7 separate regions of the Mus musculus genome follow, and all the other regions are linked to region 3. Evidence: chromatin contacts called from public HiChIP or PLAC-seq data. All regions are on one chromosome and are shown on one strand. The core of a region is the stretch at or near the end of the contact, and the rest is flanking DNA. Distances in the headings are between cores, read along the strand shown. Region 1 overlaps Gm30957 (predicted gene, 30957). Region 2 has its middle 33 kb from the start of 1700061F12Rik. Region 3 holds the start of Gata3 (GATA binding protein 3). Region 4 has its middle 42 kb from the start of Gm13219. Region 5 has its middle 60 kb from the start of 1700061F12Rik. Region 6 has its middle 43 kb from the start of 1700061F12Rik. Region 7 has its middle 72 kb from the start of 1700061F12Rik.

Region 1 (3,841 bases), core at 128-2,627, 920 kb after region 3:
ACAGGAGAATCTTCCACAATAAAAGAAAAAAAATGAATGGAAGGAATTAAGAAAAGAAGGAAAGACAAATAGGCAGAAGGAAGGAGGGGTCCCCCATTTTTATGAAAAATGAAAAAAAAACCTTAATATTCTTATCCAGCATTAGAATAATAAACCATATAATATTATTTCAATATCTTTATTCAGAGAAAAACATATCTGCAAAGGAAAAAATTCTAACTCTAGGATGGAGAGAACCTTATTATCTAATCATACTATATTTTACAAAATAACTACTGTCCTTAGAGCCCAGGAGAAGGTTGAATTCTGCCAACAGGAAAGATGTCATGGTCCGCTGTGCTTTTCCTGTCATGGAGCAGCAACTAACAAGTACCAGGTACAAACAGCCGCTACCTGGGTAAGTGTGACAGCTGTAACAAAAGCTAATGCTAGGAGAGAGTTTCTAATCTTCAGATTTTATAAAATAATTGAATTCTAAGTGGGAGGTATATATTTTAATCACAAATTAACCACAGAAAATGAAGAGAAGTAGAAAGAAATGTCTCCCAAAATTAAATAATTTTAAAGAAGAAAAATGCAATTTCCACTAATGTATAATTGCACATTAGTGCACTCTTTACACTGTGTGGTCAGTGGGTGTACATTATTACCACAAGCCAGACATGAAAAATCCTTTATATGAAAGACAAGTATCATGTTGACCGACTGTGGATACTGACTAGGAGAGAAAGGTAATTCAGAGATGTGGGAATTTGTAATAATAAAAGAAAATCACATCTGTCCTGTATTATTAGAAGGGATTTCTTTCACCCTGGGCTGAATAACTTTTTGTTGTTGTTTTTGTCAAGATTTAAAAAAAAAACATTCATTTCTTTTCTTCTTTATGTTTGTGTTTTTGAAACAAGCAATGTCTCACTGTCTAGCCCACATCTGAACCACAGCATCAAATCATTCTCTCCCCACTCTGTCTGTCTGTCTTTCCCTACATCCCTTCATCCATCTTCCTTCCTTCCTTCCTTCCTTCCTTCCTTCCTTCCTTCCTTCCTTCCTTCCTTCCTTCCTTTCTTTCTCCCCCTCCCCATCCCTCTTGTGTCTTCTATGTACTATGAAGGAATTTAAAATAATTAAAGGAGTTGTGGCATTTTCTCATATAGCCCCTAAGGTGAAATGTGAAAGACACAGCAGCGTTGCAGTAAAACAATGTCAGCTGCAATTCCACTTCCTGGTGTGCGATGTTCACCCCACTACATCTGCCTGATTCTCCCCTTTGTCTCCTTTTCTTTAAATGCTCTATCAAAGTTAGCTTTCCCTGACACCTACTCTGAGACCAGAGCCTCTTTGATACTGCCAGGCACCCAATCATCTAAGGACTTTGCTTATTACTTTACCACTAAACCAACTCAAACTTCTGAGTCTCTACTTTTTCAAAGGACAGCAGCAGGACCTGTCTCTAGGGATCGCACTGACATTTAGAAAAAGCCTGCCAGACTTAGACTATGAGCAGAGTGGAAAGCTCTACCTCTGCTTAAGAATATATCAACAGCTGTGTTCCCAGGAACTGAGCTGAAGGAGGGTTTGAACCAAAATTCTGAGTCAATTTCCTAAGTCATGTGCACGAGGTGACAGCATCCTATTATATAAATTATAAAAGTCAAATATGGGAAGTTTTATTGAACTCGGATATTCTATAGATCTTAATTTCTATATTTTATTACTTAGTATTGTTTGACTAAATTGACTCATACATCTAGTCAGTTGATATACACATTGCTTTGTGAGAATCACTTCAGGCAAATTTCACTTGCAAGTTGCTTGATATAGTTCACAAAGCGGGGTGTGCCTTGTCTGTGTCCAGGTCGACCTTCAAGTGTGCTCATAAAAGTACAGACAATGGAGGTGGATTAAAGCACCCTAAGTGTCAATCAAGTGAAGAAATCAGAGGCATAAATTAAATTGCCACATTAACTTATATTATGTCCTGAATTTCAAGACTACAATCTGAAACCAGGTGTTGTGGTGGATGCCTATAATTCTAGTACTGTTGAGGCCGAGGCAGGAGAATGGGAGCCCCATAGAGCAAAGGCTGTGCAGCTAGACTGTTTCAAAACTTACAGAGGACAATGATTTGATAGTGTTCTTGGAAAATACCTTTATATTCAATGTATAAGTTAAATATGATTAAGTTCATATCATTTATATACTAAAAATCTCCAAATTAATTTTTAATAGTTTATTATATTATTTTCTTTCCTTAGTTTATGTTGTCCAAAAGCTCAAATCAGCAACCATTTTCTCTGGGTCTCATTTAGCAATAGAAGAGAAAGAACAGAAACTAGCACTATATATGGATTTTTCTGAAAGGTTTTTCAGTATTTGACAGATCATACAAGGAGTTTCAGAAAGAATCCTGATTCGTGTGTGTGATGAATTGCACTTTCTTTCTGTTTTATAAATGATTTGATTCGGTTTCTTTTGTTTGCATGTCCTGAAAGTCCACTTGGTTTTCACATAGTTACTTTTTCTTGGCTGTGGTATTACTTGGAAAAAAATGTGTCTTTTAAGAATTAATAGGGCCAGGCGGTGGTGGCGCACGCCTTTAATCTCAGCACTTGGGAGGCAGAGGCAGGTGGATTTGAGTTAGAGGCCAGCCTGGTCTACAGAGTGAGTTCCAGGACAGCCAGGGCTACACAGAGAAACCCTGTCTTGAAAAAAACAAAAAAACAAAAAAAGAAAAGAAAAGAATTAATAGGAGCTCCATTACATCTCAGTTATACTTTCGTGATATTGCTGATTATGATTTTCATGAGAGCGGTAGATTTCAGCAACCGACTCTGTCCCCATGACTGACCAAGAAACATACATGTTTTAAGACACATGAAGACAGTACTGTAGAAGCTTGTATGTAAAATCATCATCTTGCCCCCTCTATTTATCCTTTGAGCTGCTGTCATGCCACTTCATGTTTTATCATTAGAGAGTTTGATAGAACATACAGATATTATCAGAACTTTCAGAACATAACAGAAAGTGGATCAAATGTTGTGACATACCTAGAATCCCAGAGCTCTGATGCTAGGAGGACAATGAATTTCAGGTCAGTTTGGGCTACATAATAAGACCTTGTCTCAAAAGGAATGGGGGAGAAGGGATGAAAAACAAATGAACAAGAAACTTTGTAGCTTAAGGAAATAAGTATATGCATATATTCTTTTCTTCCAAGTATTTGTCACATTTTTTAAGCTTAGGTCATTCTTCACACATTTGTACTTATATATGGATTTTGGGCTGTTCTTACCTACTTAGAGCATAGACATCTAATAGAGCTTGCTGTTGTAGTGAATACTCCATTAAGTATTGAACATGCAGCATAGGAAAGGAGGAACTCAGGAGAGTGTCTGGGATTGTGTGTCCTGCCTTATGTGAATAGAAAGAAGCAGAGACATTGTTCAGAATAGGCATGTATACTGCCCTCAGGTATTTAGAAGAATTCATAATGTATAGAAAAAATATAAAAGTATTTAATTAAGAAATGCATCTTAAGGACTTGAACATCCATGAAATCTAATATTTTTTCAAAATCCTTCATTAACACAGATCCCCTAAGTGAGTCCTGGTCCTCAGTAGGCCATGAAGGCTGGTTTTTAAATAACAATAATTGTTGTCTGTGAGATAATTGTTTAAAAGTTCAGCACATCTATTCCATTGCTTAGGAGTTATCAAAGCACAATTTATATGTATCAACTACATAAGGGATTACTCTTTACTGCAAAGAAGCCAGCAGTCTCCCTGTAGTTATGATAAGTGTGGCAATCTCACTGAGATTTACTAATTTTGTTTTTCT
Region 2 (3,933 bases), core at 1,110-3,609, 720 kb after region 3:
TGGTTTTAGCTCCCTTGTCAAAGATCAAGTGACCATAGGTGTGTGGGTTCATTTCTGGGTCTTCAATTCTATTCCATTGGTCTACTATCCTGTCGCTATACCAGTACCACGAAGTTTTTATCACAATTGCTCTGTAGTACAGTTTGAGGTCAGGGATGGTGATTCCACCAGAGGTTCTTTTATCCTTGAGAAGAGTTTTTGCTATCTTAGGTTTTTTGTTATTCCAGATGAATTTGGAGATTGCCCTTTCCAATTCGTTGAAGAATTGAATCGGAATTTTGATGGGGATTGCATTGAATCTGTAGATTGCTTTTGGCAAGATAGCCATTTTTACTATATTGATCCTGCCAATCCATGAGCATGGGAGATCTTTGCATCTTCTGAGATCTTCTTTAATTTCTTTCTTCAGATTTGAAGTTCTTATCATGCAGATCTTTCACTTCCTTAGTTAGAGTCACGTCAAGGCATTTTATATTATTTGTGACTATTGAGAAGGGTGTTGTTTCCCTAATTTCTTTCTCAGCCTGTTTATCCTTTGTGTAGAGAGAGGCCATTGACTTGTTTAAGTTAATTTTATATCCAGCTCCTTCACCAAAGCTGTTTATCAGGTTTAGGAGTTCTCTGGTGGAATTTTTAGTGTCACTTATATATACTATCATATCATCTGCAAAAAGTGATATTTTGACTTCTTCCTTTCCAGTATGTATCCCCTTGACCTCTCTTTGTTGTTGAATTTCTCTGGCTAGGACTTCAAGTACTATATTGAATAAGTAGGAAGAAAGTGGGCAGCCTTGTCTAGTCCCTGATTTTAGTGGGATTGCTTCCAGCTTCTCACCATTTACTTTGATGTTGGCTACTGGTTTGTTGTAGATTGCTTTTATCATGTTTAGGTATGGGCCATGAATTCCTGATCTTTCCAAGACTTTTTTTTTATCATGAATGGGTGTTGGATTTTGTCAAATGCTTTCTCAGCATCTAATGAGATGGTCATGTGGTTTTTGTCTTTGAGTTTGTTTATATAATGGATTACATTGATGGATTTCCTGATATTAAACCATCCCTGCATCCCTGGAATGAAAACTAATTGGTCATGATGGATGATTATTTTGATGTGTTCTTGGATTCTCGTAGCGAGAATTTTATTGAGTATTTTTGCATCGATATTCATAAGGGAAATTGGTCTGAAGTTCTCTTTGTTGGGTCTTTCTGTGGTTTAGATATCAAAGTAATTGTGGCTTCATAGAATGAGTTGGGTAGAGTACATTCTGCTTCTATTTTGTGGAATAGTTTGTGAAGAACTGGAATTAGATCTTCTTTGAAGGTCTGATAGAACTCTGCAGTAAACTCATCTGGTCCTGGGCTTTTTTTTTGATTGGGAGACTATTAATGACTGCTTCTATTTCTTTGGGGGATCAAAATAAATCTTAATCTGTTAGTGTGCATTGATTTTTCGCTAATAAGATGTACCATTTTACATAGAGCTCTTTGGGTATGAGTGCATTTTCACTGTCTTAGAAACTCAGCTTCTCTTTTACCAGTTTTTCCTAACATTAAGAAGAAGATAGTGTGAATTTGTAGTTAATAAGATGAATGGAGCAAGCTGAACCATGTATTTTGTGAAACATTATATCTTTCCCAACACTGATAGAATAATATTTGTGGATTTATGTAGAAAGATGGAATTGTTATAGTGAAGAGTCATGGGAGACCTAGGGATACACAAAGGCTATAGTCCTATGGATTAGTATACACTGAGGCTATATGTGTTTTTTAAAGCAATATTACATCTACACCTTCACTTCAGTGAACTCAGAACTCTTAGTATTTGTTTTTAACACAGCTCCATCCAACATTAGAGCACAAGTTTTTGACTGGACAACTTAGAGTCCCTGGATTTAAAAAAAATTTTTTTTTTATAAAATAACGTAAAAATCAAGGATGGTAAAGGAAGACTACTGTTTCATATTTGTAGGTTTGGGAAGCAAATTGCTTTACAAATGGCTGTGCCTCAACAAAGTTGTGTCTCTTGCTTCATTTTTACATAAAACAGATCATATCAAAAGAAACAATTACTACATGAAAGTAGATGTAGATTTATTGATCATGCCTAAATTGAAATCTGCATGTAAATGTCAGAAGGAAGATGAAAGAATGGGAATTCTCAGGGTTGGTGCTTATTGAATCATGAGTACGATCATCACTAGATCTAATGCTTCAGAACCATTTCCAGGATCAAAAGTCCAGCCAACAAAGATGATGGCACAGTGATTCTTCATTTCAGTCACACACGGATGACACGGTTTAATTTTGCGAGCAATTGATTGGTATGAAGAGTTATGATAAAAATCACAATTAAAACATCACTAGATGTGAAATCTACAGAAGATCACAAGAGGGGGAAACCCCTCAGGAAGCTAGGTCTTCATCACCATGTAGATTTCATCAACAAAGCAAAATGACCTTTAATGAAGAATGCGTAGGATGGAATTTTAGTTTCCTTGAGATTTTTTTTTGTTTTTATTAATTTTTATTTGTATGCAAAGGAACATATAGGTTAGAGTATGTGTTTAAAGTCAACAACTAAATTTAGAAAATGGATATACATTTTTTATTATTTTTATTTTTTTTTTACAGTCCAGCTGTTGCCCCTCTCCCAGTACCCCCTCCCACAGTTCCTCATCCCATTCCTCCTCCTCCCTGTCTCCAAGAGGATGTCACTCCCCCCACCCCCAGCCAGGCCTCCCCACTCCCTGGGGACTCAAGACTCTCCCGGGTTCTGCCTGTCTTCTCTCACTGAAACCAGACCAGGCAGTCCTCGGCTGTATATGTGTCAGGGGCCTCAGACCAGTTTGTTTATGCTGACTGGTTGGTGTCTCTGTGTCTGGGAGATCTCAGGGGTCCAGGTTAATTGAGACTGCTGGTCTTCCTATTGGGTCACCCTACTCCTCAGCTTCTTCTAGCCTTTTCCTAACCTAATCACAGTGGTCCCCAACTTCAGTCCAATGGTTGGGTGTCTCAGTCAGATGCTTGTTGGGCCTCCCAGAGGACAGTCATGCTAGGCTCCTGTCTGTAGGCACACCATAGCATTAGTAATAGTGTCAGACCTTGGAGACTCCCCTTGAGATGGATCCCAAGTTGGGCCAGTCATTTGACTGCCTTTCCTTTAGTCTTTTCTCTATTTTGTTCCTGCAGTTCTTTTAGACGGGAACAATTCTGGGTCAGAGTTTTTGACTGTGATATGGCAAACCCATCCCTCCACTTGAGGTTCTGTCTATCTATTGGAGGTGGACTCTATGAGTTCCCTGTTCCTACTGTTAGGCCTTTCATCCAATTGAATCCTGAGAGTCTCTCACCTCCCTGGTCTCCCATAGTTTCTAGAGGGTTTTCCTACCTCCCATCCCCCTACTCCAATGTTGCATATTATCATTCATTCATTCATTCTGCTGGCCCTTGGGGCTTCTCTCCTGTCTCCCCCCAATACCTGAACATGTTCCCCCTTTCCCCTCCCCATGCTCTCTCTCTTGCAGTTTCCTCCTCCTTCTGCCTCCTGCTATTACTTTATTATCCATCCCAAGTGGGATTGAAGCATCCTCACTTGGGCCCTCCTGTTTGTTAACCTTCTTAAGTTCTGTAGTTTGTATTCTAGGTATTTTGTAATTTTGTTGCTACTGTCCACTTATTAGTGAGTACATAACATGAATGTCCTTTTGGGTCTGAGTTACCTTACTCAGGATGATATTTTATAGTTCCATCCTTTTGCCTGCAAAACTCATGATGTCCTCATTCTTAATAGCTCATTGTGTAAATGAACCACATTTTCTCCATTCAGTCTTCATTTGTGGGATATCTAAGTTGTTTCTCCCTTCTGGCTATCACAAATAAGGCTGTTATGAACACAGTGGGGTATGTGTCCCTGTGGCATGGTTGGGCATC
Region 3 (3,915 bases), core at 95-2,594:
AGAGGGGATGACGCCTTCAGTTCCAGTAACCCTCTAAAGCCAAGCTCTCTGCCCTGGAGGGTGGAATGGGAACACCTCTTACACTGCCCTGGGGTGCACCCGAAGTCTCTTTCGGACCTTGCTCATCCGGGCAGTGTTTTCTGGACCCAGGCTGCAGAAACCTCAACGCCACTAGGGGATGCAGTGACTCAAAGGACGGAACAGGGCCGCAGAGGTTGGAGCCCGTGGGGCGGGGCGACTGCGGCCCGGTCGTGGTATCTCCCGATGATTGGTCCTTACAAATGGCCCCGCCCTCGTCCGCCCAGCCTCTCTACTGGGCGTCTTCCAGCCTCTCTCCTGTGTCAGCTTGCGGCCCTCCCACCAGACCCTGTCCCAGAGACCCAAAATGTCCAGGGAAGTTGCGGCTGGGTCCACCCCGGAGGTCAGGGTTGGATATTATAGAGGGGACCGTTTTCCTCGGGTGAAAGCAGAATAAAGTAGCACCCCGAGCTAGGCGAAGAGAAAAGTTAGGCTATCGCAGCAAAGATCAAGTTAGTTGTACACGGTACTTCGGGGACCAGTGAGCCTAGGTCTCGCTAAGCCAGCTTTTTATGCATCGCGTTGTCACTAAGGTCAAAAGCACACATTGATGATATCATTAGATCCGAAAAAGACAGCTGCAACAGCTGACGCTGTTCGTTCTGGAGAGGTTTGGGAAAGCAAGCAGAGACCATAACAATAACGCGGGCGTCCGAATCAAAGCCCAGGTCCTCCGCGCGATTCAGCAGCCTCCCGGAAAGCTGGTTCGGAGGCAAATCTTCAGTTACTTCGCCATGAAACTTTTCTAATCTGTTTTACATGCACATAGCCCCTAAGCTGATATAAACTGAAAAACGTTCTGGCTTGAATCCTAATTTAAAAGTTTGCTCATTTTTAAAAAAGTATCGAAAAGTCTGCTTATGGAAATTAGCTTTATGAATGGGGCAGCCGGGTTTCACTCGTACGGAATAATCTACTGAGCCCGAATGAATCGGCTTTGCTACATTTAAAGGGCCAGAGAGCGAATTCCCTCCTGCCTGTCCCCTCTGCCCCAAGCCCGGGCGGGCCTCGCCCACCCTGCCCGCGGCCCCTCTGCCCTAGGCGGCCCTTGGCGGCGCCCCTTTCCGGTCAGTAGAGGGGCGGGAGGAGGGGCGGCGGTGTGCCGGGGTGGGTGGGGGGGATGGGATGGGGGTGGAGGTGAAGTCCTGGAGCGGGTTTGGGTTGCAGTTTCCTTGTGCTGAGGATCGTGTCCCCTCCTGCCAGCGCCAGGCTCCTCCCCCTCGGCGCGGATGACACTAGAACCTCCTTAAGTTGCGTCGCGCCACAGCTGTCTGCGAACACTGAGCTGCCTGGCGCCGTCTTGATAGTTTCAGAAAGAATGCATTCCCTGTAAAAAAAAAATACTGAGAGAGGGAGAGGAGAAAGAGAGAGAGACTGAGAGAGCGAGACATAGAGAGCTACGCAATCTGACCGGGCAGGTCACACGCCTCCTCCTCCTCCTCTACGCTCCTTGCTACTCAGGTTGGTATTGTGACTTGTGACTTTTTTTTTTTTTTTAAGTTTGATATCACTCCCTCCTCTTGGAGGGACTGTTTGTGTGTGTGTGTTTGGGGGTTTGTTTGTTTGGTTTTTTGTAAACTAAAAGCTCAGCTTTCTCCTTTTGGAGGATTTGTAGTGGTTGGAAAGATCCTGGGGCCGGTGTCCTCCAGGGAGGACTTGTCCCCAAGTTTTAATTGCTTAGTCAGTCCTGGGCTCCTGCGAGCCTGGCTGTCGGAGGTGTGCTGCGGAGCTTGGCTTCTTTCCCTCCGGGTCTTCGCGTGCGTGTGCACGTCCCGGGTGAGTCGGCCCTGCAGGAAGCTTGCGAAGACCTAGTGCCCTCCAGAATTTCAGGTGTTAAAAGTTCTTACACCTCATTCAGGTCTCTCTTTCTCTCCCTTGCAGGTGATCGGAAGAGCAACCGTCTCTGAGCGCCAAGGAATCAGTGTGCAGTGTGGTCACACTCGGATTCCTCTCTCCCTCCTTTTTTTTTTTTTTTTTTTGACCCCTTTATTCCTCCGTGTCTGCTTTTTTTTTGGGGGGGGGGATCGCCCTCATTCTTTTCTTTTTCTTCTTTCCCTTCCTTTCTTTTGCTAAACTATCCCGCAAAGATTTTTCTTTCCTCCCTAAACCCTCCTTTTTGCTCTCCTTTTCTATACCCTTAACTGCAAACAAACCATTAAACGACCCCTCTCCTGGGCCTCCGACGGCAGGAGTCCGCGGACCTCCCAGGCCGACAGCCCTCCCTCTACCCGCGAGGGTTCCGGGCCGGGCGAGAGGGCGCGAGCACAGCCGAGGACATGGAGGTGACTGCGGACCAGCCGCGCTGGGTGAGCCACCATCACCCCGCGGTCCTCAACGGTCAGCACCCAGACACGCACCACCCGGGCCTCGGCCATTCGTACATGGAAGCTCAGTATCCGCTGACGGAAGAGGTGGACGTACTTTTTAACATCGATGGTCAAGGCAACCACGTCCCGTCCTACTACGGAAACTCCGTCAGGGCTACGGTGCAGAGGTATCCTCCGACCCACCACGGTGAGTCCACCTTGGCGCTGGAACCTTTTGGATCCGCGTTTGTTTTCCTGGGTCCACGAGACCGCCAGAGACCCTGGCTGGGCAGAGCAAGCCAAAGCTCCTAAGTGTGTTACTAGTTCATTTAAAAAAAGTATCGGGGGCCCGGAAATGGGCGAGGAAGCAGTGTCGCTGGTTGGGAGAGTTCTTCTTTTTTTCTTTTTTAAATAAAAGAGCGCACGTAGCAGGCACCTCTCTTTGCCGGTGTCCTTGGGGCCAGGCACACTCACCTGGCAAGCGCCGAAATGCAGTCCTGGTCCACACGAGGTTGTAGATTTTGCAGCCAGGGAGAAATCTCAAGCGCTGCCTGCAGGCGCCGAGCCTTTCAGGCCGGGCAGCAGTGCGGGCCAGGCCGGCCTGGAACTGGGCTCCCCCGAAGGACTTCCAGCTTCTTGTTAGCCGGTGAAGGGGTCTTTCGCCAGAGCCTTGCGTTTTGTTTCTCCATTTATATTTTCAGAAAAGGCCCAAATACGTGCATTTCTTTCTATTTCCTTTTGCTCTCCACCCTCAAAAGCTAGTGCATTTGAGTTTTAGGCGTCCTACCTACCGGTGGTGTGAGGAAGAGACTCTGGTGGTTGCCACGGTCCAGGGAGAGGAAAGCCTTAAGCTGAAGAGAAGTCGGGTTTGCTTAGACTCCCGGCTACACAGAATTTTCCTACGTCTTTGCTTTTAGTTTACTTACCAGCAATCCTGGCCGACTTTTCTCCTCCGGCCTACTGGAGTTTCTTCAGGCTCCTCAAAGATTTAGGCTACATCAAAGTTTCTTTTTAAGTAGGAGTGTTTCCAGTTGCCGCCTCCCCCTAACCATTCACCTTGAAAAATTTAGGGGAGTTCTGAGGTGTGTAAAGAAGAGAAAAAGAAAGAAACCCAACCTTGTGTGGTCGAGACAGGAGACTCTTAACACTCCCCAGATGTATGTTTATGCACCTAAACCAGCAAAAATACATTGTTTGTTTTTTTTTTTTTTTATTTTAAGGAAAGAAGGTGGGAGGTTTTTCTTAGCTAGCTCAGACCTGAGATCTGCTCAGGTCTCCCTTCTCAGAGTTAGCCTTGGCGCCTATGACATAGCCCCTTTGGCCAGCAGGCATCCTCTACCCTAGAGCCGCCAGGTTTCAAACAGACATTTCAAACAGACATTTCTGCGGATGGGGCGCTCTTTGCTTGGGTTGTGTGCAGATTAGCAGTTAAGTGGAAATGAGGTAGATCAGACCTAATGTTATTTACTATACAACTTCCTGCATAAAAAAAAAAAAGAACCTTAACCCTTGGCGTTCAAGAGAATTCTCC
Region 4 (4,114 bases), core at 608-3,107, 570 kb after region 3:
TTGTTTCTATAAAATGTGTGCTCATGTGCGTGTGCGTACATGTGTGTGTGTTGTATGGATGTATGCATCTCAGGCCATTATCTACTCCACCTTAGTTTTTGTTGTTGTTGGGTTTTATATTTTTGATTGTATATTTGTGTGTACGTATGTGTTGCATGACATATATGTTTATGTATGTATATTTTTATATGTGTGTGTTCACATGTAGAATTCAGAGAGCAACCTTGGGTGTCAGTCCTTGCCTTTTATCTTGTTTGAAACAGGGTCTTTTTCTGATTTTCTAGTTCATACAAGAGACCAACTGGTCCTAGGGATCTTCTGTCTCCACTTCCCATAGAGGTTCAGGGATTGCAGGAGCTCACACCAGCCTTCTACTAAGGTTTTTATGCTCATGAAGATACATGTTTACCTTGGAGTGTCTCTACAACACTTGTTCATATTTTCTTGAGAAGAGGTTTAGATGAGTATTCAAGGCTGCCAGGTATCCTGGGCTAGCCTTGACCTTGGTAGCAATCCTTCTGTGTTCAGCTTTCTGAGTGCTGAGATTATAGACAGGAGCCACCACCTTTCTTCCCTTTCCTCCCCTCCCCTCCCCTCCCCTCCCCTCCCCTCCCCTCCCCTCCTCTCCCCTCCCCTGTCTTGTCCTCCTCTCCCCTCTCCCCTGTCCTCCCCTCCCCTGTCCTCCCCTCCCCTCCCCTTCCCTTTTTTGCAATTGCTTTAAAAAATACCTGAAATCTAATATTTACACAAAATGATTGGCCAGAGCATGGTAATTAGATATATGTATAATGTGGATGATCAAATCAGGATTCCCAGCATAGCTACCCCCTCCTCTTTTCTGGTTCTTCATAAAAAGTCTAAGTTGTTATAAATGATAATCATTGTAATCTGCTATACAACTTATTTCTTCCATGAACTGTATTTTGTGACTGTCACTCAGTCTTTGTCTAACTTTCTTTACAAACTCCAGTGATCTTTACTCTACTTTACATCCTTATACTGGCTTTAAAAACCTTTTTCGGGAATTATTTCACATTATTCCCTGCATATCATTTTTGATGCCAGTTTTTGAGTCATCCTGCTAGGTAACTTATGGAACAACAACAAAAGTCTTGTATTTCATTTATTTAAGTATTTTTTCCTTATGATCAGCATTCACCGGGGAGAAGTGAAGTTATGTCTTCAGGGTGTTAGACTCCCCATTCCAAGAATCCCAAGGCAGTCTCTGAAAGCCAAAATTCCAATCCCATTTTAAGTCACGAGATGAACTTTTGGTTCTTCAGCTCCAATTGTTAATACACTTCTCATGTACTTGTTATAGATCAAAAAGAAGAGAAAATGACCTGAAAACCATGTTCCTAACTGAGACAGAAAGCCTTGCTGTGTGCTGAAGGTCATGGGCTTTTAAACTTAGCTCCAGGAAGAGACCAAGGTAAGGTGTCTTTATTCTTTGAATGGGCATGAAAGCCTTTACATTTTTTTCTAAGTATTTTTCAATCAACAGAAGCTCCCTGTATGGAAGAGAGGAGCAGAGCTCAAAGGCAAGGGACAAGGCAATAAGGGAAATATTTGAGGTCAAGAGGTGAGCATGTGTGAGGAGCCAAGAAAAGAATTCCAGGGGAATCATTTGTAAGAAACAATGGGTCATGTCTTCTAGCCAAGGTCCCAGTGTACAAGCTTATGTTGGGCAATCCTTCTGTTTTCTTCTTGGACTCCTTGGTCTCATCAGTCTCTCACTCTCCAAATGTTTTACCTAGGAGTTAATGTAGTTTTTTTTTAGCTCTATGTGTTCCCTGAGGAGTAGGAGAAAGGGCACAAAAGTCTTTGTCACAGTTCACAGTCTCATTGGCTTGGCCGTCAACCAAAGAAGTATGATTCAGTGTAACTAGTCAATTTCCTGGGTGCATAAAAGAGACCTAGCCTTTCTTTTCCTTATTCCTAGGCGTGATTATAAAAGAAAAATCTCCTAGGGTGTTTGAGACATTTGAATTTCTTGTTTCACTTTCATTTATTTATTTATTTATTTATTTATTTATTTATTTATTTAAAAGTGTGCAAATGCCATATGGAGACCTTTTAAGAATTGGTTTTCTGCTTCCACAGCTTGTTCCTAGGGATTGATCTTGGGTAATCAGGCTTGGTAGCAAGTGTTTTTGCCATCTAAGGCATATTATCAACCTCTGCATATGTGTGGTTTTAATTAGACATATATTTTTTGGAAGAAATTTTGGAGTCTTTTACTTTTTTTCTTTTATTTTGAAAAGCAATCTATGCTTACTTCATCCTCATGTCAGGCATTGTATTTGAAGGTCAGACATGTTTTGTAGATGGGAGAGATGATATAAGCCATGCAAGGATCGGGTATCAACTTATGTAATCTTCATGATTTTCAACAAAGAAAAATCATCTGGTGGTTGATACTGCTTGCCAGTCATTAAGTATTTGCTTTATAGGTCAATTTTAAAGTTGGATCAGTGATGAGAAAACCTCCAATATAACAAACATTAGCAACTCTCAAGGATGTCGTGTGTGTGTGTGGGGGGGGGGGAGGAGATTCGCATTGAAGAATCTGCCGTGTGATGCTTTTTCTTCTCCAGTGCCTCTGTCTTAGACTTTGGCACAAAATAACACATCATACTCTTCATGCCCCTGGGGTACGAAATACTACTCTCCACTTTGCATATCTGATGGTGAGTTGGTTTTACAAAACCTACCAGATCTGTCCTTTCTCCCTATAATGACTTATCAATTCCATTATCATTCAGTTAAGTAGGGGAGCTTACTTAGTTGGCTACACTTCCCAAGGAATTAAAGATAACCATCATCAATAAATATTTATTGAGTGTGCTTTTATGGTTAAGAGACTTTACCAGGCACTGTACAAAACCTGATTACGAGCCCACAGCTACTGCCCAAAGCAGCTAGCAATCTAATTACAGATAATCCACAGGAGATAAGTTCTTGCCAGGCAGGCCCACAATGTTCATAATGGAAGTGGAAGGGGGGGAGGGGGCGGACAGAGAGACAGAGAGACAGAGACAGACAGAAAGGGAAGAACAAGAAAAGGGAGAAGAGTTCACTTTATTGGGTTACTATTTGACATTTCTCTCCCCTTATCTTTTGTGTTTATTTCAAGCTGGATTAAGGAAAATAGATTTCAATTTGAGCAGATACTAAAATCCTTGAGGTCCTGTAGAGTAATGATGAAATCTAAGACACACTTCATAATTCGTCTCTACTCCTACCTCATTTGCTTTGTCTGCATCCCTAGGCTCGCTCACTAATTAATGCCATTCCCAGGAGGAACAAGTGGCCTCCTAAGACCTTTCCAGTGACAGCGAGGTTTATGACCCTTACTGTGCTCCAAGTCACAACAGCAGACAGGATCAGGTGAGAAATGAAATATTGAAGTTTGAACAATGATCATTATGACTTAAAATAGTCATCCAAAAGAAGTAGTCAGACCACGGTATTAGCATCATTTGGGCCCTTGTTAGACATGCTTGCTCAAGTTCCATTGGGGGGCTCAGGGACCTGGGCTTCTAATGAGACTTGTTAGGTTATTCTGAGGTAGACATAGACAGCTGATGGTTTGTGTGCTTAGTAACTATAAGAAAATGGATGTGTGTGTGTGTGTGTGTGTGTGTGTGTGTGTGTGTGTTCAGGTGCAGCTGTATGTGAAGGCCAAAGGACAACTTTGGCTATTGTCCCTCATGTTCTGTCTATTCTTTAAGTTTTAATTCTTTTGAGATGGGGTTTCTAACTGGCTTATATATTGTATAGTAGTCAAGACTGGCTGGCCTTGGAGATCCTGCCTTTAATGTCTCAACAGTGCTAGGATTGTAAACATGGCTCACTACACTTGACTTTTTTCATGGATCCTTGGGATTGAATTCTGTCCTTCATGGAAGTATTTCACTGATTGAGCTACACCCCATAACTCAGTAATTCTGGGGCAATTCTATTGATGCAAATTGGTACCAAAAACTTAAACCAAAGATGTAGCTTTACCATTCTGGAGTCTACAAGACAAGAAGATTTAGGACTTGAGCAAGGAAAGATGGGATAAACATATAGGCTGTGAATAGGCCAGATGCTTTCTGAAAGATATGTT
Region 5 (4,092 bases), core at 595-3,094, 630 kb after region 3:
TTGGTGTCAGAAGATGCTACCAATTAAGCTGTGGCTTTAGTTAGCCCAGTTGCAATATCTCCTTAGGAGTCTCTAACCAGAACTAGGAGGGAGGAAGGAGATGGGAGGTCAAGAACGGAAGTGGGAAGCAAGAGCAAGCAAACACATGAAACAATATCTGTTCTTTTTCAATAATCAAAGCAAAAATGCTTAAAATTTGCAGGGTGACTTGGTCATGCTGAACAGAACCTATGACAATCTCCAGAGTCCTGTTTCTAATGGTTTTGAATTTATGCCCCCCCCCCCTCTCTCACACACACACAGACACACACACACAGACACATACAGACACACACACACACACACATCATCATCATCATCATTCTGGGCAAATCTAACTTTCTGTCAATCTGTATAGTAAGGCAAAGAAAAGAGTTATCACTTACACTTGCATTAATCATATTAGACCCTATCTTAGGCTGGCATCAAAATGTAAGCTTCAATAAATCCTATAATTATAGATGAATGAATTCTACCAACAACCTAGAGAAGCCAAAAGTGGATCCTATTCTAGTGGTGTCTGTTGATCACCAAAAAGTGTCTGTTACCTTTGTCGTGATTTTGTGAAGTCCCAAGGGGAGAAGCTACACTTAGAGAGCTCACTCACAGGGACTGCCAAGGATTATTCACAGTTGTTTTATGCTATTTGGTCTTGGGATCATTAGATAGTGTATACCTTTTCCACTAGTTGTCAAGCTGGAAGGTTGTATTTCCTCTCAGACATCAATCTGGGTACAGGACACATGTCTATAATCCCAGCACATATGACCCTATGCACAGCTTCAGCTTTGAATCTTAAAACCCCTTTGTGTTTATGAGAAACCTAAATATGGAGTTACATGGCAGAGTGTGCTAGCTGGTTCTTAATGCTGGAGTGTGACCACTCACTCATAGTGCTCAGACCACAAGCTTGGGTTTTGATATTTACCCTGATGTTTTAATGACACAAATAGGCCACATTTGAAAGCAACAATGTTGAAATTTTTGGCTATACTTTCTTTTTTTCATAATGCCCTTTAGTTGTTTATTTATTTTTGAAAATTTCATAACATAGACTCATAGAGAGCCCTGTGTCTTTTTTGTTTGATTTTTCTCAGATCTGTTTATTAAATTTTTATTTGGACACAATTGCCATAATCGCTACATCATCCTAATTGTGTAAATAATGAAAATCATTTGATTAAAATATTCTAAAATGTTTACCCCCACTCAAGAGGTGACATGGCAATGTAAAACCAAAAATTAAAATGTCAGTGTAAACCAGATGAATTCAACCAGGTCCCTAAGATTCACTGGTCATATTATCAGCTTGTACTTAATTTTATGTTTCTTATTCCTTAAATTCATGGACATAATATCAGGCAGTCTGATATTTTCTGCTCTGCCTTGCTTCCTTTTAGAGACATAAATACTAGAAAAGTTCTGTTACAAAAACATGAATTTAGGTATGTAAATATTCTAATTGTATAAAGACACATTGAGGTTGAAATCACGATAAAATTTTCTCCTTGATTGCATGGAGATCACAAAGCCATGGAGGGGAGACCACAGAACCACAGAGGAGACCACGGAGCCTTCTCAGCAGCAATTTTCTCCCCTTTTTTACTTTTTTTTGGGGGGTGAAGTCTCTTCTTATAGAAAAATGCAAGTCATTGGGAAGCCACCATCATTCATCTGTGTACTCATTTGGAGACCATTTATTTAATGTTAAACAGATATATCAGCCGCATGTTTAATACACATTAGTTGATGATACACCCAAGGGAATGTGGAGTGTTCAGGAGAATAAAAATCCTTGAATCTATGCAGGCCTTCCAGGGAGGCTTCGTTTCTTTTGTGCTCCACTCAAGGACCGTGTCTCAGCTATAGAGTGTCAGGGAGCTCCTTATCACATATTCAATCAATGACATCAAAGATACTTTAATCCACAGTCATCAATTCCTTGCTCTTACTAGGTTATTACAGCCATTTGGAATAGCCCTTTTACTACTGATGCTTAGATACAACTTACTAATACTTAGATCTAATGTACTGTGCCATGAGGAGGTTTGCCCAGGACAGATCTCAAACTGCCCCTGATAGCCATTGGTCAAGGATCTCAGTGGTTGCTCTCTAAAGAAAATGCTCCAGGAACAAATAATCTTGAAATATATAGTTTAATGTAAGTATTATTAAATAAAATAGTTTTTGTAAGGGGAGGTTCTGTCACTAAGGTCTTTTCCCCCAATTGGTTCCTGACTTGTCAATAAAGAAAGCTGGGGCTAATTGCTAGAGGGAAGGTACAAATGCAACTTCTGGGTCCTAAGAGGAAAAGGAGACACAGGGAAAATGCTTTGGAGGAAAGAGGACTCTGCAACCATGTAAAGCCTCAGGCAGCTAAGACCTCTGGTCTCTGGCCTCCTCTATGGGTAGATGGCCAAGGAGGTTGGTGGGTACCAGCTGATATAAGCTACTAAGTTTAGGGCGGAAGGAGAAATGGAGATAATAGTTGATGAGGGAATGCCTTTCCAGGCAGGAAGTATCTGTGCCCAGCACTCATGTCTAGCCGGAAAGTTCTAAAATAATAAAGCTGTCTGTGTGTGCTTTATTTGTGAATTCTAGGGTCTCAAGAGTGGGCTGGTAATACAACCTCTCCAGGAGCAATGGCAGGTAGGAATCTCAGATCTAAGCCTGGATAAACAAAAGTGAGCTGGGAGGGGCTGGTTGCACAGTTGGCTGCAGCTCCAGGCCAATGGTGGTAGGATGTTTTTAAAACTACACAGTAGTTTTAAACATCTTTTACTTATTTACATTGGAGAAATGGGCCTTAGTGTTTCGTTGACAACAGTGATGATTATAATAAAAATGTTTGTGTGTTGCAGAATTATTGAAAGTAGACTTCAACCATTGTTTTCTACATAAAAGTCCAGTATGAAGGAATTGATTTGTTAATTTCCTTGGTTTAATCATTTTACATTGTAAACATCTATCAGAATATTACACTGACCCCCATGAGTATTTACGACTATTGCTTGACAATTAGAAATAAAATGAGTAAACTGGACATTGTGGTGCAAGGTCTCTCTGATCTACACAGCAAGTTCCACATACTGAGATTCTGTCTGAAAATAAATATAAACTAAAAATACAAGAAATGGACTTTATAGAATTTAGTAATAATCACTAATACATTGTAATGCATCTGGAAAGTTTTTTTGTAGATTAAATTTGGTAGATAAGTAGCAGAAATCAGTACAGATGAGATGGTCTTGTCAAAAGAATAAATAAGTGTAGGGTGGCTGTGTCCTTGGCTTGTGTCCAGCAAGATTACCCTCCCAGCTCCTTTTCCAATGCTGGTCTATGAAAAGGAGAGTAAACAACCAGAATAAACAGGTATGTTCTAGACTCCTGTCAGTCACTGTGGTGAGCACTCAGTGTACGATGTTAGGCATTGGCAATTGGCTTGATGCTCTGAGAGGAGATCTGTGTGAACAAAAGTAAGCTGAAGCAAAATATTATATGTATTCTAATCAGGAAAAGTTAAGGAAATTTTTCTTTGAGATTATAATTTGATTACAATATTTCTCTCTTAATGTTCCCCCTGGAACCCGTCTATAAATCTTGTATACCCACCCTTCATATTTATGGACTCTATCTCTATTCCTAATTGTTTGTTAATACATATCTGTATATAACATACATTTCTATATATAACCTATTCAGTACATATATTGTTACCTGTATGTGTTTTCAGGGATGAATATTAAGAGCTAGACAACCAACTTTTGTGTTCTTCCCTGGGGAGGACTACCTCTGCCATTCCCAGGTTTCCTCAGGTAACTGCAGTTCTTTGCTTAGGGTAGAACACATACCTTGACACATAATAACTCTCTAGTTGGACTTAAGACCTGCTGAGCAAAGTTCAGGTCATTTACACAATGGAATGACATTCAGCTATTAAAAACAAGGACATCATGAATTTTATAGGCAGATGGATGGAACTAGAAAATATCATCCAGAGTCAGGTAACCCAGGCCCCAAAGGACATGCATGGTATGTACTAACTTATAAGTG
Region 6 (3,845 bases), core at 210-2,709, 650 kb after region 3:
TAATCAACAGGAACAAATTTTGTTTGAAGATGACATAGTAAAACCTATTGTTTTTGTTGCTTTAAAAGAAAAGAAGAGAAAAGAAAAAAGAAAAAAATCCAAACAAAAGCATTTTAGATATTCAAGTCTGTAAGCCTTTATGGATAGTCCAATGGACTTCCACTACATATGAAAAAGGTGACTGGGACTCTCCATTTCCTCGCCCACCTTTGGCTGAGCTGGTATCTTCAGATACTGCTCCATTGCAGCCTCTTGCCTTGTAGGTAATTTCTTAGAGACAATGCCACCTGTGCTGACTCTAATCACAAGCACAATCCAATTAAAAGCCATTATGCTAATGTGAATAAAGAAATGAAACAAGACAGTGAAATGTTTCCTTGGTGCCCAAAATAGTTGATTTCAAGGGGCATAAAAAAACTCCAGTAGATAGGTTGCCTCAGTGATACAATGTACATGCAAACCAAGCTACTGATTAAAATCTGGTAGAGTGAGAGATAAAAGTTTATCTGTTTAAAAGGGTTACTAGATGGAATGTCAACGGACACCTCTGTATGTTTTCTTTTAAACCTTTGGCTTCTGTCACGCATCGCTGAACACAAAGACTCCTTTTCTGTAAAGTTCTAATAGTGTTTATCTGGAAAACAAAATTGACACACTGTATCCTGAAAATGGCATTGCCATTTCCCTTTTTCCAGAAGAGTTTGTATATTTAATTAACATGGCCTACAGAGGAAGTTAGAGCAACCAAAAATGTTGATTCTGGGGATGGGGAGTTGATAAAGCTCTTGCTTGGCAAACAAGAGGATCACAGGATCTCCAAAGGTCAGTTGTGGCAACATGAGCCACTGTGTTGAAAAGATAACAGGAGTCTCCCTGGGCTCTGCTGAGCACCAGTCCACCTGAATCAGCATCTTCCAGGGTCAGTGAGAGACCTTGCCTTAAAAAATATGGTAGAGAGCAGTTATGGTAGACAGGCAATGTCTGACTGTGGCCTCTATTGAGTGTGCACACATATGCATATACACCTGAGAATATATACAAATACAAGCATATTCCTTTCTCAAAAGTGCTAAACTCAATGATTAGTTTCACTTAATAGCATTTTAATCAGCATTGAAGACTGGGCATGGAAGATAAGGGATGGAGAAGAGCATCAACAACAACAAATTTTATTTGAAGATACGATAATGAAGCATCATGCTGATTTAAACAAAGAAAGAAAGAAAAAGAAATCCAATGTTTCATACAGTAGAATATAAGAATCCTTATATTAGCAGTGTAACTGCATTGTTGGTCAGGGCAAGTTTACACAAAACTGCTCAAAGGGCCTGTAGAGATAATTTTCATCTATAAGACATACAAATGACCTGCACCATTTAGGTACACTAAATGGGGTACAAGATCAATAATCATAAGGGAAAATGCAAATTGAAACCACAGCATGATGTCACCTCACACCTGCTAGGATCAAAGGTGAGAGAGATAAGCATCGGCAAGATTATAGAGAAAAAGGAGCCCCTGTGCACTGTTGGTGGGAATGTAAATCACTACAGCCATTTTGGAAAAATGATATAATAAGGTTGTATGTTTGTAAGAAATTCAATAAATCTAGTAGGTTAACATTTTGGGGACTGACTGACTATTTTAGATTAGGAGGCCACAGAAACACTCTCTGAGACAATCATATATAACTTTAACCTGAGTGACGGTAGACACCCTGGTACAGATATGTTGGTGGATTCTCCCAAGAAGCTGAAGAGTTTGCTTGGTGACCTGAAGTTAGATATAGGATTGCTTACTCAATATGAAGCAACAAAACTCTCCAAGAGATGGAAAAATAGCAAAAGGATGAGAGGAGTCAGGGGAGTGTTTTAGTCTCTCTGTCTCTCTCTCTACCCCCCTTCTGTGTGTGTGTGTGTGTGTGTGTGTGTGTGTGTGTGTGCATGTGTGTGTGTGTGTGTGTGTGTGTGTGTTCCTAAACCAGAACACTATAAACAGGATCACTTTTAAAATAAAAAGTTTCTTGGATTCTTGATTATAGAGGCTTGGAAGTCCAGTGTTCATGCATTGTACTTGGTAAAGGCTTTCTTAAGGTATCAGAGCATGTGTAAAGACCTCATAAGGGAGGGAGGGGGGCTGGAGAAGGGAGGAGGGACACACACACACACACACACACACACACACACATACAGAGAGAGAGAGAGAGAGAGAGAGAGAGAGAGAGAGAGAGAATGAAAGCTCTATGTTAGCTAATATTAAGCTATCACCTGATTTGGTTGGATGATATCTTCAAGCCATCAGAGTATGTCATTAGGGGGTCAATCCATGATGATCTGTGGTGAAGAGTTTATGTTAATTGTGAACTGTAAAAATCTCATGTCAATGGACCAATAAGGTCAGATTGAGGACAGTGTATATGAGACAAGGAGATATAGAGAGTACTCCAAATGGAAGGCATTGGACTCTATCAAAGTTGGGTTAATTCATGTGTCAAAGTCTGACTTTTATTATCTAAGAAACAGAAAACAGCAATTTATGAGGCAATAAAGGAAAAATAAAATTAGCAATTACATGTATACATTTTTCAAAGAATAGCTAAAAGCAAATATTCAAAAATACTAATTATGATTACAGGTACAACTACAGACAAAACAAGGGTTAGAAGATCATAGGAAGAGTGTATAGGATGAGGAAGAAGCAACATTGAATGTTCTTTTCTAAAGATAAACTTCTAATTCACAAAAGGGTTTTGGTATGTTGGAGCACAGAGCAAAAATGCAAATGGGAAAGGAGATTTTGTTTAAATAATGTAATAGTTATTGTGTGTTATTTACTCTGAGTTTTGAGCAGTCATGTTTAAAGTATTGGTGGATCTTAGCAGTTAGAGCAATATCAGCATCCCAGAACATGGGAGGAGGATGCAGGGGGATCAGGAGTTTAAGATAAGACTACATGAAACCTCACCCCCGAAACAACAAAACAAACAGTAATAAAAAGACGCCCCATGCACAAGGACACATACATACCTCGCTGAGGAACCCCAGGCGTGAAGACATGCACATGCCCCTCTGGAAACTGACTTTATTTACTTTGGGTACATATTCAGAAGTGGCACAGTTGGTTAAGATAGCAGCTTATATTTGTTTTGAGGGACCCTCATGTCATTTTTCCAAAAAGGCTGTAATGATTTACATTCCCACCAACAATGTGCAAGGGCTCCTTTTTTCTCTATAATCTTGCCAATGCTTCTTATCTTTTACCTTTGATCCTACCAGGTGTGAGGTGATGTCATACTGTGGTTTCAATTTGCATTTTTTCTTATGATTATTGATCTTGTACCACATTTAGTGTACCTGTAGGTCTAGCTGAAAAATTCAGACCCTATGATGAGTTTTGTGTGAACTTACAGATATTATGAGTATGTTTCTTACAATTACAGAGCCTGGGAAGGCCAAGCTCAAGGGATTGACAGGTTTGCCATCTGCTTCAAGATGGCTCCTTGTTGTACATTCTCTAGAGACAAGCACTGAAACCTGAAGAGGCTTGCGTGCAGGAGATCCCTGGTGACACATCTTCTAGAAGGATCTTGATGCCTTCAAGCACAAGGAGTCCTCAGAGCTTAATTATCTTTCAAGGGTCTCACCTTTTAATATTGCCTCTGAGCTTAAGTTTCAACATTAAGTTTGGAGAGAATACAAATACTCAACCCATAGCATACGTGATAACAACTCCCCTTAAAAATGATCGATACTGACCTCCCATTTCCAGTCTCTGGTAACTGTCCCACCTTCCTTCATCAAGAGACATGGACTGCTGTGTGCCTAGCAGCCATATTTGCTTTGCAT
Region 7 (3,716 bases), core at 801-3,300, 760 kb after region 3:
AGCACAATGTGCTTGTGTCAAAAATGGAATCTTATTACTTAATTATAATGAAAGTAAAATTGAAAATAACATAAATACAGTGAATTTGTACAGTTCAAAGGTAAACAATGGAATACAATATAAGTTGTAACTTGAAAGTAGTTCTCAAGGGTAAATCATTTTCAGCTAAATTACTTAAAACTCATAGGACACATTTATTGGGTAAAATAAAATGAATTTTAAAAATAATTAGTCTTTATGAATTAAAGCTGATATGTTAAGTTAGAAGATATTGTTATATTAAAGGTAAAGTTATAAGGCAAATAAAAATGAAATAAGTTAATAAGGTAGAAAATAAAGACATTAGAATATAATAAGATATTTGTTGATTAAATATATACTAGAAATCTCAAAATCCCAAACTGAATATTCCAATAGAATATTACGGATCTCATTTCAAATTCTAACAGATTTCAAAATCATTTAATATACTGATTAAACTTCATTTTGTAGTAAGTATAGACAGAACAAAGATAGAGAAGAAGCAGCTAAATAAAGGATGATAAATATCAAGAATTGCTAAAATATTATTATTAAGTGAAGTGATATGGTTTTGGAGTAGGGATAGGCAAGTCAATTTAAACTCCTAGTTATAAACACAAATCTTTCTAGGAGACCCATGCCCAACACAAAACGGACCCCCAATAGATTCCTGGATTATGTCTACATTGTTATTGCTCAGCGTGCCATTTAAGGTGGGAAACAACATAGACCTGTGCTGTCGCCACAACATTGGAAAAGATCGTATTGATCTAAAGATTTGGGGACAAAGGAGTTTTCTGGATTATATCCTTGATTTATTGTCTTTGCCAGATTAATTCTTCTTTGTCCAGAGCACCACCGGAACACGGGATGGATGAGTCACCTGTATTTACATATGCCTCTCCTCACTTCAATCAATGCTCCTCCATACCATAGCAAGAACTCACAGTCAGGCGAGAAAAATTGAGTAAAATAGCCACTGGCAGGACTGGTGAGATGACCAGAAGAGTCCCTTCCCTAGATCCTCTGTTTAAAAAAGAAAAGCCAGGTAAGGAAACCGGTGATCATGACTCCAGTGCTGACCCTGTCTGCAATAAGATGTAAACAAATAAACAAACAAACAAATGGAAAGAAAGAAGAAATAGAACAGGGTTGTTACCCTTGAGGCAGAATACTGAAGTTGTCCTATGGCCCACTACCACGTACACAGATGTTCATAAATATGGGCATGCATGTGTGTAAACACACACACACACACACACACACACACACACACACACACACACACACACGACCAGCATCAAGGAATGATGTTTTTCCCCTCACGTATTTTCCTTAGCTGGAGCATCTGGGACATCCTAGAGGTGATGACATTTCGAAAAGCAAGGGAACAACTAATCCCCCCCCCCTCCTGTTGACCCTCTCAAGTGTTAGTTTGCACACGTGATCAATTGCTTACAAGTCCCTCATAGCTATAACCTAATCTAGAATTTAGGTATCAATTTAGGCTTATAGATATCAAAGTACAAGATAAATCTCTTCTAACACTACTTAAATCAGAGATCACTTAAGGTAGAGTTCAACATAAGGGCCTAATGCAGTGAATTGTCTCATGGGCCACCATGTGTATAGTAGAGTGTATACATTCAAGACGTCCATAAAAAGCAGTCTGTCTAGGTTGTTTCCTAGTGCAGATAGGAAAAGAAGGAAGGTTCTTCCTAATAAGTGAGTCTCTGGACTGGTAAGCCAGGGAACTGATGGATTAGATCATTAGGTAAAATGCCTCTATAAGTAAGATTTGCCAAGTTTCTAATGTTACTAATCTTTAGAGCACCGTAAAACTTGCAGTGGATTTACACGGAGCAATTATTTTGAGTACAGGGAAGAAAACCTCATTACTCAGAGTTATTACTAATAATCACCATCATTACTGGCAAGAGGGCAGTAATATGGCGAGTTATACTAGGTTAGTACCAGAGAGAGAAAACAGAAAAACCCTCCCCTGAGGGCCTGTAGTCAGTGAGCAATTTGCATAGACAGCTTGCAATAATGAGCTGTCTGTTAGAAGGTCCGGGGCTCCTGTGTTACTACTCTTCAAAGGGGAGAATTCCCTGTGAATTTAACTGTTGCTCCTTGAACAACCTCTGAAGTGTGGATGCAGTCGCTGCCTTTATTGTTAAGGTTGCTTAACTTCAATGCAAGTTCATCCTCAGATCAGTATGGAAATATTTTACAGTATATTTAATGGAAACACATTGCTGAAAGAGAAATGTAACACATGAGTTGGCTTTGCTTATAAACATACAAACCTCATCGTTTTCCAGACAACTGCATACTAGGCAAATCTTAATGTGAATAGATGCACAAATAAGAACTTCTTTCTGAGAACAACCTGTCTAAAGAAAGGTTGTACTCACATTTAAAAAAAAAAAAGATTTTCCCTGTGATTTGATAGCATTATCTAATGTGAAAGAAATGGACTTGTATTGCACACTGTCAATAGATGATACAGTCTATTCAAACGGCAATGAAAGTATATTTTTCTGTGGAAACAGTTTTGCCACTGATTAAGGTTTGATAGAGTCATTTATCATGGTGGTGGGGAGTTCTAGTTTTCTTGAATAAACTGAAATTTTAACCTCAAAGGATTTTACACACGGTCAGAGAGTAATGGCTCCCATGTAAGGAGACTACAGTTTTGACATGGTAGTGTGTGCATGGTTATTTGAAAGAAAAGTAATGTACTCAATGCAAAGATGCTGAACTGTGATTAAAACCACCAAAGGCAAGCAGGTTCTCTGCACATGATAAACATCTTTGTAAGCATCCTAAGAGAACAAATGTCTACGTCAGAAAGATGGCTTTGATAACATACAAACATGAGCTAAAACCAATTTGTGGGTTAATTTCAAAGAATTGTGCTGTAAACTGAAAGAATTATCTAAAATCTCTTACTTCTTTGTTAGTACGTTTAGAAATACTGATGGCAATACAGTTGCTCCATAAAAAATGTATGTAAGTAAGGTTTTTGGCATTGTATATATGTACATATGTATATATGTATGTATGTGGATATATGTGCATGTTATTCATGGATATTTGGATTCTCTCCTGTTGAGACTGGCATTTATAGACAGATAATCAGATATTTAGAGCAATAAAGAAATGTGTATTATATAAAATCCATACTTCTAGAAAGACTTTCAAAAATCAAGTTTAATAGTATAAACTATGAGATGAGAAATTTTCATTACATTTTCCTTCACAGATATAATATCGACAGATAAACACCTACTGTGTCTCTTTTCTTTTGGATTTTCATTGTTGATAGTAAACATCGATTAATGATATTATCACTGGTAATGATATTAGTAATCTACTCCCCTGTGTTTATAATACTGTTGGTACTATGATGTCTATGGACCTTCCATTATTTGCATTGTTTTAGAATATTCATGTAGATTTCTCTGTTAAAATATATTAGCATAGCTTAGTATCTTTTAGAGAGGTAATGGTTGCCTTCCTGTTTTATAGTTTTTATGAAGCAAAGCATTCATTTAATTTCCGTTAGATACTGCTTAAGACACTGTTCTCATAAGTGTATTTAAAAAGTAAGTTGATACTACACACGTGTAAGTACTGGACAGATAAGAAACACAACCATTCCCTGACATCACTGGTCTCTAGCAAGAACT

What was found. HiChIP or PLAC-seq counts read pairs in DNA pulled down with a chosen protein or histone mark.
Region 1: an H3K27ac HiChIP or PLAC-seq map of T-cell acute lymphoblastic leukemia shows a contact between it and region 3, with 16 times the contacts expected there. The contact joins the enhancer-like site here to the promoter of Gata3 in region 3. A contact is called at or near these places in 4 of 39 promoter capture datasets (cranial neural crest, hippocampal neurons, liver and 1 more), 9 of 484 Hi-C or Micro-C datasets (CD8 T cells, Th1 cells, Th2 cells and 4 more), 16 of 115 datasets of contacts at active chromatin or transcription factors (DN3 thymocytes, the SCID.adh cell line, T-cell acute lymphoblastic leukemia and 12 more) and 3 of 9 other capture datasets (adipose tissue, embryonic stem cells and liver).
Region 2: a contact with region 3 is called in a Foxp3 HiChIP or PLAC-seq map of regulatory T cells, with 11 times the contacts expected there. The contact joins the enhancer-like site here to the promoter of Gata3 in region 3. A contact is called at or near these places in 4 of 39 promoter capture datasets (the 3T3-L1 cell line, HPC-7-derived erythroid cells, cranial neural crest and 1 more), 2 of 484 Hi-C or Micro-C datasets (the N1E-115 cell line and embryonic fibroblasts), 15 of 115 datasets of contacts at active chromatin or transcription factors (the SCID.adh cell line, T-cell acute lymphoblastic leukemia, astrocytes and 11 more) and 4 of 9 other capture datasets (adipose tissue, embryonic stem cells, liver and 1 more).
Region 4: a contact with region 3 is called in an HNF4G HiChIP or PLAC-seq map of pancreatic cancer cells, with 8 times the contacts expected there. The contact joins the enhancer-like site here to the promoter of Gata3 in region 3. A contact is called at or near these places in 6 of 39 promoter capture datasets (the 3T3-L1 cell line, cranial neural crest, embryonic stem cells and 2 more), 1 of 15 datasets of contacts at CTCF or cohesin (the NIH/3T3 cell line), 3 of 484 Hi-C or Micro-C datasets (the N1E-115 cell line, adipose-derived mesenchymal stem cells and group 2 innate lymphoid cells), 15 of 115 datasets of contacts at active chromatin or transcription factors (the SCID.adh cell line, T-cell acute lymphoblastic leukemia, bone marrow-derived macrophages and 9 more) and 4 of 9 other capture datasets (adipose tissue, embryonic stem cells, liver and 1 more).
Region 5: an H3K4me3 HiChIP or PLAC-seq map of the SCID.adh cell line shows a contact between it and region 3, with 14 read pairs. The contact joins the enhancer-like site here to the promoter of Gata3 in region 3. A contact is called at or near these places in 7 of 39 promoter capture datasets (the 3T3-L1 cell line, cranial neural crest, embryonic stem cells and 2 more), 1 of 484 Hi-C or Micro-C datasets (uterus), 14 of 115 datasets of contacts at active chromatin or transcription factors (DN3 thymocytes, the SCID.adh cell line, T-cell acute lymphoblastic leukemia and 10 more) and 4 of 9 other capture datasets (adipose tissue, embryonic stem cells, liver and 1 more).
Region 6: an H3K27ac HiChIP or PLAC-seq map of T-cell acute lymphoblastic leukemia shows a contact between it and region 3, with 8 times the contacts expected there. The contact joins the enhancer-like site here to the promoter of Gata3 in region 3. A contact is called at or near these places in 2 of 39 promoter capture datasets (cranial neural crest and embryonic stem cells), 5 of 484 Hi-C or Micro-C datasets (Th1 cells, embryonic stem cells and uterus), 17 of 115 datasets of contacts at active chromatin or transcription factors (CD8 T cells, DN3 thymocytes, the SCID.adh cell line and 10 more) and 3 of 9 other capture datasets (adipose tissue, embryonic stem cells and liver).
Region 7: an H3K4me3 HiChIP or PLAC-seq map of the SCID.adh cell line shows a contact between it and region 3, with 25 read pairs. The contact joins the enhancer-like site here to the promoter of Gata3 in region 3. A contact is called at or near these places in 5 of 39 promoter capture datasets (the 3T3-L1 cell line, 3T3-L1-derived adipocytes, embryonic stem cells and 2 more), 1 of 484 Hi-C or Micro-C datasets (group 2 innate lymphoid cells), 13 of 115 datasets of contacts at active chromatin or transcription factors (DN3 thymocytes, the SCID.adh cell line, T-cell acute lymphoblastic leukemia and 9 more) and 3 of 9 other capture datasets (adipose tissue, embryonic stem cells and liver).

What each region holds. Positions count from the first base shown.
Region 1 is chr2:8,953,232-8,957,072 of GRCm38.p6, reverse strand. All of the region lies in intron 1 of Gm30957 (predicted gene, 30957), which reads right to left. Among named protein-coding and RNA genes, the nearest start is that of Gm30957, 8.2 kb to the right of the region's middle. Within about 2 kb of position 1,377, at least 4 of the 459 cell types and tissues checked have an H3K27ac peak or open chromatin away from gene starts, as enhancers often do. A contact at or near this core is called in the SCID.adh cell line, T-cell acute lymphoblastic leukemia and Th2 cells, where this site is marked.
Region 2 is chr2:9,154,242-9,158,174 of GRCm38.p6, reverse strand. No RefSeq gene overlaps it. Among named protein-coding and RNA genes, the nearest start is that of 1700061F12Rik, 33 kb to the left of the region's middle. Within about 2 kb of position 2,359, at least 2 of the 459 cell types and tissues checked have an H3K27ac peak or open chromatin away from gene starts, as enhancers often do. A contact at or near this core is called in regulatory T cells, where this site is marked.
Region 3 is chr2:9,876,029-9,879,943 of GRCm38.p6, reverse strand. Gata3 (GATA binding protein 3) reads left to right here and starts at 1,344. Exons shown (of 6, transcript NM_008091.3): 1 at 1,344-1,539; 2 at 1,960-2,592. The coding sequence starts at 2,355.
Region 4 is chr2:9,308,279-9,312,392 of GRCm38.p6, reverse strand. No RefSeq gene overlaps it. Among named protein-coding and RNA genes, the nearest start is that of Gm13219, 42 kb to the left of the region's middle. Within about 2 kb of position 1,857, at least 7 of the 459 cell types and tissues checked have an H3K27ac peak or open chromatin away from gene starts, as enhancers often do. A contact at or near this core is called in the N1E-115 cell line and pancreatic cancer cells, where this site is marked.
Region 5 is chr2:9,247,208-9,251,299 of GRCm38.p6, reverse strand. No RefSeq gene overlaps it. Among named protein-coding and RNA genes, the nearest start is that of 1700061F12Rik, 60 kb to the right of the region's middle. Within about 2 kb of position 1,844, at least 2 of the 459 cell types and tissues checked have an H3K27ac peak or open chromatin away from gene starts, as enhancers often do. A contact at or near this core is called in the SCID.adh cell line, where this site is marked.
Region 6 is chr2:9,230,900-9,234,744 of GRCm38.p6, reverse strand. No RefSeq gene overlaps it. Among named protein-coding and RNA genes, the nearest start is that of 1700061F12Rik, 43 kb to the right of the region's middle. Within about 2 kb of position 1,459, at least 1 of the 459 cell types and tissues checked has an H3K27ac peak or open chromatin away from gene starts, as enhancers often do. A contact at or near this core is called in T-cell acute lymphoblastic leukemia, where this site is marked.
Region 7 is chr2:9,116,030-9,119,745 of GRCm38.p6, reverse strand. No RefSeq gene overlaps it. Among named protein-coding and RNA genes, the nearest start is that of 1700061F12Rik, 72 kb to the left of the region's middle. Within about 2 kb of position 2,050, at least 7 of the 459 cell types and tissues checked have an H3K27ac peak or open chromatin away from gene starts, as enhancers often do. A contact at or near this core is called in DN3 thymocytes, the SCID.adh cell line, T-cell acute lymphoblastic leukemia and 2 more, where this site is marked.